Linked DNA regions of Mus musculus: all the other regions are linked to region 1. A link is a contact called in public HiChIP or PLAC-seq and promoter capture Hi-C data. All regions are on one chromosome and are shown on one strand. Each heading gives the region's core, a stretch centred on a gene start, on an enhancer-like site or on the middle of the called end of the contact. The rest is flanking DNA. Distances are from core to core; before and after follow the strand shown. Region 1 holds the start of Rnf5 (ring finger protein 5). Region 2 holds the start of Tap1 (transporter 1, ATP-binding cassette, sub-family B (MDR/TAP)). Region 3 holds the start of H2-Ab1 (histocompatibility 2, class II antigen A, beta 1).

The links. Promoter capture Hi-C pulls out the DNA fragments that hold promoters and counts their contacts. HiChIP or PLAC-seq counts read pairs in DNA pulled down with a chosen protein or histone mark.
Region 2: a contact with region 1 is called in a promoter capture Hi-C map of embryonic stem cells, with 4 times the contacts expected there. The contact joins the promoter of Tap1 here to the promoter of Rnf5 in region 1. A contact is called at or near these places in 14 of 39 promoter capture datasets (the 3T3-L1 cell line, 3T3-L1-derived adipocytes, the C10 cell line and 7 more), 8 of 484 Hi-C or Micro-C datasets (B cells, the G1E-ER4 cell line, Th1 cells and 3 more), 10 of 115 datasets of contacts at active chromatin or transcription factors (bone marrow-derived dendritic cells, bone marrow-derived macrophages, embryonic stem cells and 3 more) and 3 of 9 other capture datasets (adipose tissue, liver and pancreatic islet).
Region 3: an H3K4me3 HiChIP or PLAC-seq map of bone marrow-derived macrophages shows a contact between it and region 1, with 2.7 times the contacts expected there. The contact joins the promoter of H2-Ab1 here to the promoter of Rnf5 in region 1. A contact is called at or near these places in 9 of 39 promoter capture datasets (the 3T3-L1 cell line, 3T3-L1-derived adipocytes, the C10 cell line and 4 more), 4 of 484 Hi-C or Micro-C datasets (B cells, bone marrow-derived macrophages, embryonic stem cells and 1 more), 4 of 115 datasets of contacts at active chromatin or transcription factors (bone marrow-derived dendritic cells, bone marrow-derived macrophages and cardiomyocytes) and 3 of 9 other capture datasets (adipose tissue, liver and macrophages).

Annotation. Positions count from the first base shown.
Region 1 is chr17:34,602,276-34,604,845 of GRCm38.p6, forward strand. Rnf5 (ring finger protein 5) reads right to left here and starts at 1,286. Exons shown (of 6, transcript NM_019403.3): 1 at 1,059-1,286; 2 at 16-34. The coding sequence starts at 1,198. It also overlaps a transcript of Agpat1 not described here.
Region 2 is chr17:34,186,262-34,188,831 of GRCm38.p6, forward strand. Tap1 (transporter 1, ATP-binding cassette, sub-family B (MDR/TAP)) reads left to right here and starts at 1,295. Exons shown (of 11, transcript NM_013683.2): 1 at 1,295-2,144. The coding sequence starts at 1,619. Psmb9 (proteasome (prosome, macropain) subunit, beta type 9 (large multifunctional peptidase 2)) reads right to left here and starts at 1,069. Exons shown (of 6, transcript NM_013585.2): 1 at 989-1,069. The coding sequence starts at 1,048.
Region 3 is chr17:34,261,959-34,264,528 of GRCm38.p6, forward strand. It overlaps H2-Ab1 (histocompatibility 2, class II antigen A, beta 1), which reads left to right and starts at 1,269. Exons shown (of 6, transcript NM_207105.3): 1 at 1,269-1,447. The coding sequence starts at 1,354.

The DNA of each region.
Region 1 (2,570 bases), core at 36-2,535:
CTCATGAACACATACCTGGTGAAGACAGGGCCAACTGGATGAAAAACAAACAAAAAGCACACGTCAAACTACAGAAGAGAGCTGCAGACCCCAGAACATGGAAGCCCACCCACCACCTGTCTCCCAGGCACTGCTGCTCTACTGCTCCATTTCTCTCCATATTCCCAACAGCTTCTAGCATACTTGCTAACTTGACTTTTCCAGCTTCTTGCCTTTGATACTTGACATTTAAAGGTACTCACATTGGGTCCTCAACATCCTCCACACATTTGATCCTTTTCTCTCTTCCGGTGTCTCCTCTCTGTCTCTCCCTGTCTGTCTCCCTCTACACACACACACACACACACACACACACCTTCAACCTCCCCCTTTCTGCCTCCGAACTTGACTTCCCAATTCAACAGGTTTCCTTTCAGCCTGAACTCCATTCTTGCTCCTAATCCTCCAGACTCCCATGGTTTTCAGACACCCACATTGTTCCTCTCCTCCTTACTTCAAGCTCAGTAAAACCCCTCTCTCCATGACCCTTCACCCTCTCCATCTTGTCCTTACACAATGCCATTGTCTTCAGGTTTGACAAATCACCCCCTCCCACATCTCATCTTAATATGACCCACATCTAGGTCCATAGTCCCTAGATCTTCCCTCCTCCTCCGACAGGCACATCCCCTAAACTGAAAAGTCTCTCATCTATTTTATCTCAACACCTGGGTAGGTCTAACGGGGTACTGTGGTTCAGGTCTCGAATGGAGGAATATGCAGCGTCCCCCATTTCCCATTCCTCCTCATAACATACCATGCACCAGCTCATAGGACCCTCCCTGGAAAGATATCTCATTTGCACAGATGTGACCCTTCCCGCACCCCCACCCCATCTACATACATCAGCAAAGACACAAGTCCTCACTTTAGGCCTCCCCTACGTGTATGTGGGGAGGTGGGGTGGGACATATGCCCTCTGGTCATCTGAAAAAAACTGCATGGTCCCCGCTCTCGGCCTCCCCAGCACAAAGACGAACCCCGCCGCCTCACCCCAAGCCCCTGACTCGGATTCTCACCAATACAGGTGGCCACACACGCTGACCACAGCTTCGCGAGCTGTCTCCAGACATATATTACATTCGAAGGTCGCGCTCGCCCCGCCCCGCTCGCGATTTGGCCCTTCGGGGCCCCCGTCTTCTTCCTCCGCTGCTGCCATGGCAAGTTCTGCTTCGCCCCCACGTAGCCCTCAGTACCCCCAGGCACACACACATATACACTAACACAGGGCACACACACAGGCACACACACACTCACGCCCCAACAAAGCAGGTCCGCCTTCGGCCCAGGATCGTTGGGCAAACTTCAAGTTTTTCTCATCATTATTGGTCGAGGTACCTGCCAATCATATAGAATTCAAAGGACACGATTGATCCAAAGAGTGGGGGCGGAAAAAGGTGTGTGTGGGGCCCCTACCCTTGCACGATGATGATTGGCTGATAGGGCTTCAGTAACTATGCACTGCCGAGGGATTGGTCATAATGAGCTAGGCCTGTGTTGTCACTCAGCTAAAGAGGCTTTGATTCGTCAGTTCAGCTGCCAGTCATAACCAAAGCTCAGAAGGGATTGGCTCAGGCCTACAGAACTCGCCCACCATAAGCCTCTTTTTTTCCTTCTCTTCCTCTTTCTTAGAAGGTCCGGGTTCCTATTGGACTTTAGAGCGAATGGTTCCAAATCAAATGATTGGCTGGCATGACACGGAAGAATGAGCATGCGCAATAAGCGGGGGGGGGGGGCGTGGAATAGGCCAACCCAGACGAAGGCGGTGTCGACTCCAGTCCCGCCCCTTCACTCGCTCTCTCTCGTCACCATGGCAACCCCTCCGCTATTGGCGGGGCCTTAGGTTCAAAGGCCTCGACTCGGCCTTATCCGGGTCTTTCCGCCCGGACTCTCTCCGCTTGATTGGGCGGTTTACTCCGCCGCTGATTGGCCGAGATCTGGAGAGACGGTGCAGAGCTAAGGGGGGAGGGGGAAGGGCAGAAGTACCAGGGTCGCAGGGTTCAAGATGGCTCCGGCCTCCTTGGGTGACGTAGAGGGAAGACCTTGGGTCCGCCCCTCCCTCTCGGAGAAGCGGGGAGCAGAGCTGGGGTTAGCCCGACGCGTGGATGGTGCGGCCGTCGGTCTGTGGCGCCGGTGTTAACCCCACTCTCTCGGTTGGACGACTTAGCCTCTCTAGGTGATTCTCACAGCAGGACCGAGCCAAAGGCCCACCGTTGTAATGTGACACAGCAGACCACAGTGGACCCCCACTCCGTCCTAAACCTTACAAGCAGAAAAGGACTGGTTCCACCCTCTTGGGAGTGGGCGCCCAAAGGACAGAGGCCGACCCCTAGGTGACCCGCCGTAGAATGGGGTAGATCCGCCCCTTCCTTGTAGTTTGCCCTGCATAGATTTGGATCTTTTTCCTGGCTGGACGGCTGGCAGCTAGGGCCTTTCCAGCACTCAGTGACCCTCACTATGGCCCAAGGCCCAGAATTAGGTAACAGTCCTCGCATTCGCAAGGGCTCTTCACCAAGCCATGTAAATCACCC
Region 2 (2,570 bases), core at 45-2,544, 420 kb before region 1:
GGTCAAGGAAAGAATTACGGATAAGTGAAGGAGGGTAGACACATCTACTTCCCCCACACCTTCTAGGTTAAAAGGCACCTTAGGAGACCCTTGGGTGCACTGAGAAAACTGACTTATGGAGACGAATGAGCTTCCCAAGTTGACTCAGGTCTCACTCTGAACCCTTGATTGATTTGATTTCTAAGTCCCACAGCTCCGTGGCAGCGAGGGAGACTTTTTCCAACCTTTCTGTCCACTCCATGTCGTTCTGATCTCCGGGGACCCTGCCCGCGAGTGTGCTTTCTGAGCACAAGTAAAAGGCCAGAAATGTCCACTTTGTTCCTCCACACCATGTTAACACTGTGGTTGGTGGCTTTTAGAGAGCAGAAACCAGCTGCCATCTTCCCAGCTCCTAGGTCTGGGCAAAGTTCTCAGGCAAGCATGGGAATGACGGTGTTGGGACAGGGTGGGGTGGAGTGTGCTGCAGGGCAGCACCTGGAACAAGGAGGACCACCGATCATCCCCATCTCCCCCTCAATCCTGGCGCCAGAGAGCTTGTCCTCACTCAGGGTGGGGGCTGTCTGGGGCTAGGTTAAGCAAAGATCTGTATGATGTGTAGGTAGGTCCTTTTCAGTGAGCCTCCATATTACCTTCTCTCAGGTGCTTCATCCAGGACACCTCAGCACCTCTTTTGCAGGGGTCCCCAAGCCCCTCACTTGATTTAGCCAGTAACCCCAACTGCGCAGTCTAGAGTGAAAGCGAAAGCGCTTTGGAGCAACTTCCCTTAGACGCTTCCAGCTCAAGCCAAAGAACGCACCTTCTCACCAGCTTCGCATGCGGATCCCTCCACAGACCCCTGGACACCACACTTCTGAGCAGGGATACCCTACGTTCACTGTGGAGCGCAAGCGCTGGGCGCTACAAGCTTCCTAAGTCTCTTGGTTTACTTCCAGAGCTTTAGGGGTCCCTGATCACTCCACCCGCTGACTCTCACCCCGAGACCCATTACCCCGGTGTGGACTTCTTCCGTCCGGAACGAGCCGGCGGTAGGTGCTCCTGCCCGCAGCATCTCAGCAGAGCGGGGCTCGGCTTTCCAATCAGCGGCTGCGCGCGGTGCAGGCAACTTGCAGACTGAGGCCCCGCCCCATCATCGCGCAAGGGGCGTGCCGTTCTACCAGCATTTGGCGCCCAGAGCAAACCTGAGCAGGGCAAATCTGCCCAGAGACAGGTGACGACAGAGGGTCCTGCCCTCAATCTGGGGTGGGGCCTGGGATGGGAAAATTCACGCAAGCAAGTTAAGGGGGCTGGGGAAGAAGAGGAGAATGAGATTCATGGAGAAGAACACGACAGGCCAGGGCTGCTAGGCAGAACTCCAACTACAGCTTCAGCGGCAGCTTCCAGAACAGCCTGAGCAAGCCAGTCTCAGAAGGAGGCGTGTCTAGTGATTCGAGGTCGGCTTTCGGTTTCTTCTTCCTCTAAACGCCAGCACTTCTAGTCAGCTCCACCAGCTCGAGCGGGTTCCCGGGACTTTACGCGCACGCCCTCGGACCCGCCCTTCTTCCTTCCCCACGGAGACTCCTGTGCAGCGCGGACGTCGAGAGTCCCAGGCTAGGACCAGACTCTGGACAGCTCACGCTCGATGGCTGCGCACGTCTGGCTGGCGGCCGCCCTGCTCCTTCTGGTGGACTGGCTGCTGCTGCGGCCCATGCTCCCGGGAATCTTCTCCCTGTTGGTTCCCGAGGTGCCGCTGCTCCGGGTCTGGGTGGTGGGCCTGAGTCGCTGGGCCATCCTAGGACTAGGGGTCCGCGGGGTCCTCGGGGTCACCGCAGGAGCCCATGGCTGGCTGGCTGCTTTGCAGCCGCTGGTGGCCGCACTGAGTTTGGCCCTGCCTGGACTTGCCTTGTTCCGAGAGCTGGCCGCCTGGGGAACACTCCGGGAGGGTGACAGCGCTGGATTACTGTACTGGAACAGTCGTCCAGATGCCTTCGCTATCAGTTATGTGGCAGCATTGCCCGCAGCCGCCCTGTGGCACAAGTTGGGGAGCCTCTGGGCGCCCAGCGGCAACAGGGACGCTGGAGACATGCTGTGTCGGATGCTGGGCTTCCTGGGCCCTAAGAAGAGACGTCTCTACCTGGTTCTGGTTCTCTTGATTCTCTCTTGCCTTGGTAAGGGAGACTGGGTGAAAGAGCAGGCCACAGGGGACAGGGCAATGGGCATTCCAGGCAGAAAGGGAGAGTAAAGTAGTCCCGGGAAGCGTCAGAGACACTAAGGAGGCAACTTAGGCGGAAAGAGAAGGACCCAGGCCCGAGAAGGGGTCCAGACAAGGGCGTTGGGGACAGGGTCTTCTGGGAGCAGAACTTCACATCATAGCCCAAATGTGAAGGTTTCTTTCCACACCGCCATCTTCTCCTCTCCTCTTCTCTCTCCTCTCCTCTCCTCTCCTCTCCTCTCCTCTCCTCTCCTCTCCTCTCCTCTCCTCTCCTCTCCTCTCCTCTCCTCTCCCCTCCCCTGCCCTCCCCTCCCCTCCCCTCCCCTCCCCTCCCCTCCCCTCCCCTCCCCTCCCCTCCCCTCCCCTCCCCTCCCCTCCCCTC
Region 3 (2,570 bases), core at 19-2,518, 340 kb before region 1:
CTGAGTTGATGTTTCTCCTGCATGCTCCCTGCCTAGGCTTAGGAGATCTGTGTCTGTCCTGAGCAGAGCTGATGGTGAGAGCCCAGTGCGGTCCCTCTCTGGTTCTCTACATCAGGGTGCCAGTGTGGACCCTGGAATGCTGCAGTTCACCTGCGCTGCTGGAGCCCCCACGGGATGGTCTTGTTACCCAACTCTACGTCTTTCCCTTTTCCTTCATCAACTCTGTTTTCAGGTCCTGACCCCTGTTTAACTAGGATCTAAAATAATAGAGATAGTGTTGTAGTTTCAGGGAAAGAGACTTATTGTTTAGTCATTTGGTATTTGTCAGGTACCATTCCAGCTGATGGACAATTAGACTTAGTAGTGTATACCTGAGGAGAGATGTATTTGAAGCACAAGTTGATGACTCTGTTATTCAGCCTGGCACAGTGTGACAAACCTATGGCTGTCCCTTCCTGAAACTGCTATTTTACACCATTAGCCTTTTGTCCTTGAAATTCCAGGCAGCTGGATCTGGAAGCCCTAAAAGGTTGTGGAGTTTTCCTTAGCTGACATCATGGTTATGGAGGATTTAAACAGCAGAAGAATCCACAAGAGCAACGTTGGGCTGATCAACTTCTGTATTTTCATTGGAATATCGTGAATGTAGAAGACTCCTGCATGGGGAAGGTGCATGAGCCAGCAGGGCTGAGACACACATTAACCTGACATTTCCAACATGTACACAGGACAGCTCAATGCTTTCCATTATTAACCACATCACACTGCTCTTCCATGTGAGCTTATCAAAACCTAGAATACAGTTCAGGGAACATGGCTTGCATTTTACAAAGAGAATTCCAGGATTGGAAAGAGGCTCAGCGACTCCCCAAGAACTCTGCTTTCTCACCTGAGGCACCCCAGAGGGTCAGATGTAACAAAACATGATTTCTCTGTCTCTTAATACATGTCACACTCATTTCTCCCACTACAACCTCAAGTGTAAGAACAGTAGATTTGAAATAATTATCCCAAAGTTGTCTATACTTCACGCACTTTTCTCTTTAAACCCCCAAACACAGGCAGTCTGCAGTTTAGAAAAGTTTACTCTGTAACTGAGAGGAGCAGTCACCTCAAACGTTCATCCAGTGGGGCTCATGAAGAAACAGACCATGCCGCGCATAGAGAGCCTTTGTAAACAAAGTCTACCCAGAGACAGATGACAGACTTCAGCTCCAATGCTGATTGGTTCCTCACTTGGGACCAACCCTGACACTCTGGGATTTCAGATCACTCCAGGCTACAGAACTTTGCTTTCTGAAGGGGGCACAGCAGGTGTGAGTCCTGGTGACTGCCATTACCTGTGCCTTAGAGATGGCTCTGCAGATCCCCAGCCTCCTCCTCTCGGCTGCTGTGGTGGTGCTGATGGTGCTGAGCAGCCCAGGGACTGAGGGCGGAGACTCCGAAAGTAAGTGCCGGGGGCAGGGCTCTCCAGAGCCAGCACTCTGGGGGTCGTGTTCTGAGGGACCCTGGGGACTCTGGGATGTGGGAGGGGGTGGCAAAATCCTGATTTTACTATAGATTTCCTTTCTCTGAAGAGAGAGTGAGACTCCATTCTCACTTCTGTGTTCTAATATTGAGTTAGGATGGTGCCGCCGCCGGTGCGAGCCTGACATATAAACGGAGGAGGAGGAGGAGGCGGCAGAATTTAAATCGACCACCAAAGATAAGGGTTGTGCATGGGGAGACAGCAGGGCTTACAATACCAGTGCCCCCACCCACTCCCCCGTACAGGGCTTACAATACCAGTGCCCCCCACCCCCACCCCGTACATTGTCTGGAGGAAATGCCAGATTCTGAAGTGGGGAAACAGATCAGCGATGGTCTGTGGTCCCGATGTTTGCGGACAACTCCTCATGTGGAGTGGAGGTTTAAGAGAGCGAACTCTAGGCGTCTAACTCAGAGAGAAGCCAGTGACCAAGAAACCTAATTTTTTTGGTCAAATGGAATCCAGAACTCAAACACTGAGTTAGTAAATTGAATTTCCAAGAAAACACTAGGCCCAGAAGGGACATATGTGATACATACCCTGGGGTGAGCGGAGGTGTCCTAGTTCGTTCGGAGACCAGAGAGTAAATAAAGCCCCAGTCCCCTAAGCCATAGAGGTGTCTTCAGTCTCGCAGTTACCCTTAAGATGCCTGGAGTGACCGTGCAAGCAGGCAGTTCTCAGAGGTTGCCTGGATTCCCATTTGTTGGTTTTGTAGTCGGGGCTCTCCTGAGAACGAGTGCCCCCTAGGGGGTCAGGGCCTTTTGCACACAGGAGAGAGTCCCACAGGGTGGGGGTGGGGTAGCAGAAACTGGCAAATATTTTATTTATTTTTTGTATCCTAGTTTTATTAGTTCGCTGAGAATTTCGTACAGTTTTGGTCATATTTACTCCCTCTTCCAACTCTACCCAGGCCCATCCCCCCCCCTCTACCACCCAACTTTTGGTGTCCCTTAGTTTTATTATTATTTTTTTTTTCAAATGTACCAAGTACCGTTTGCGTTTCCTGAGGCGTATTCTTGTGAGGACGAGCCCGGTCGCCCCA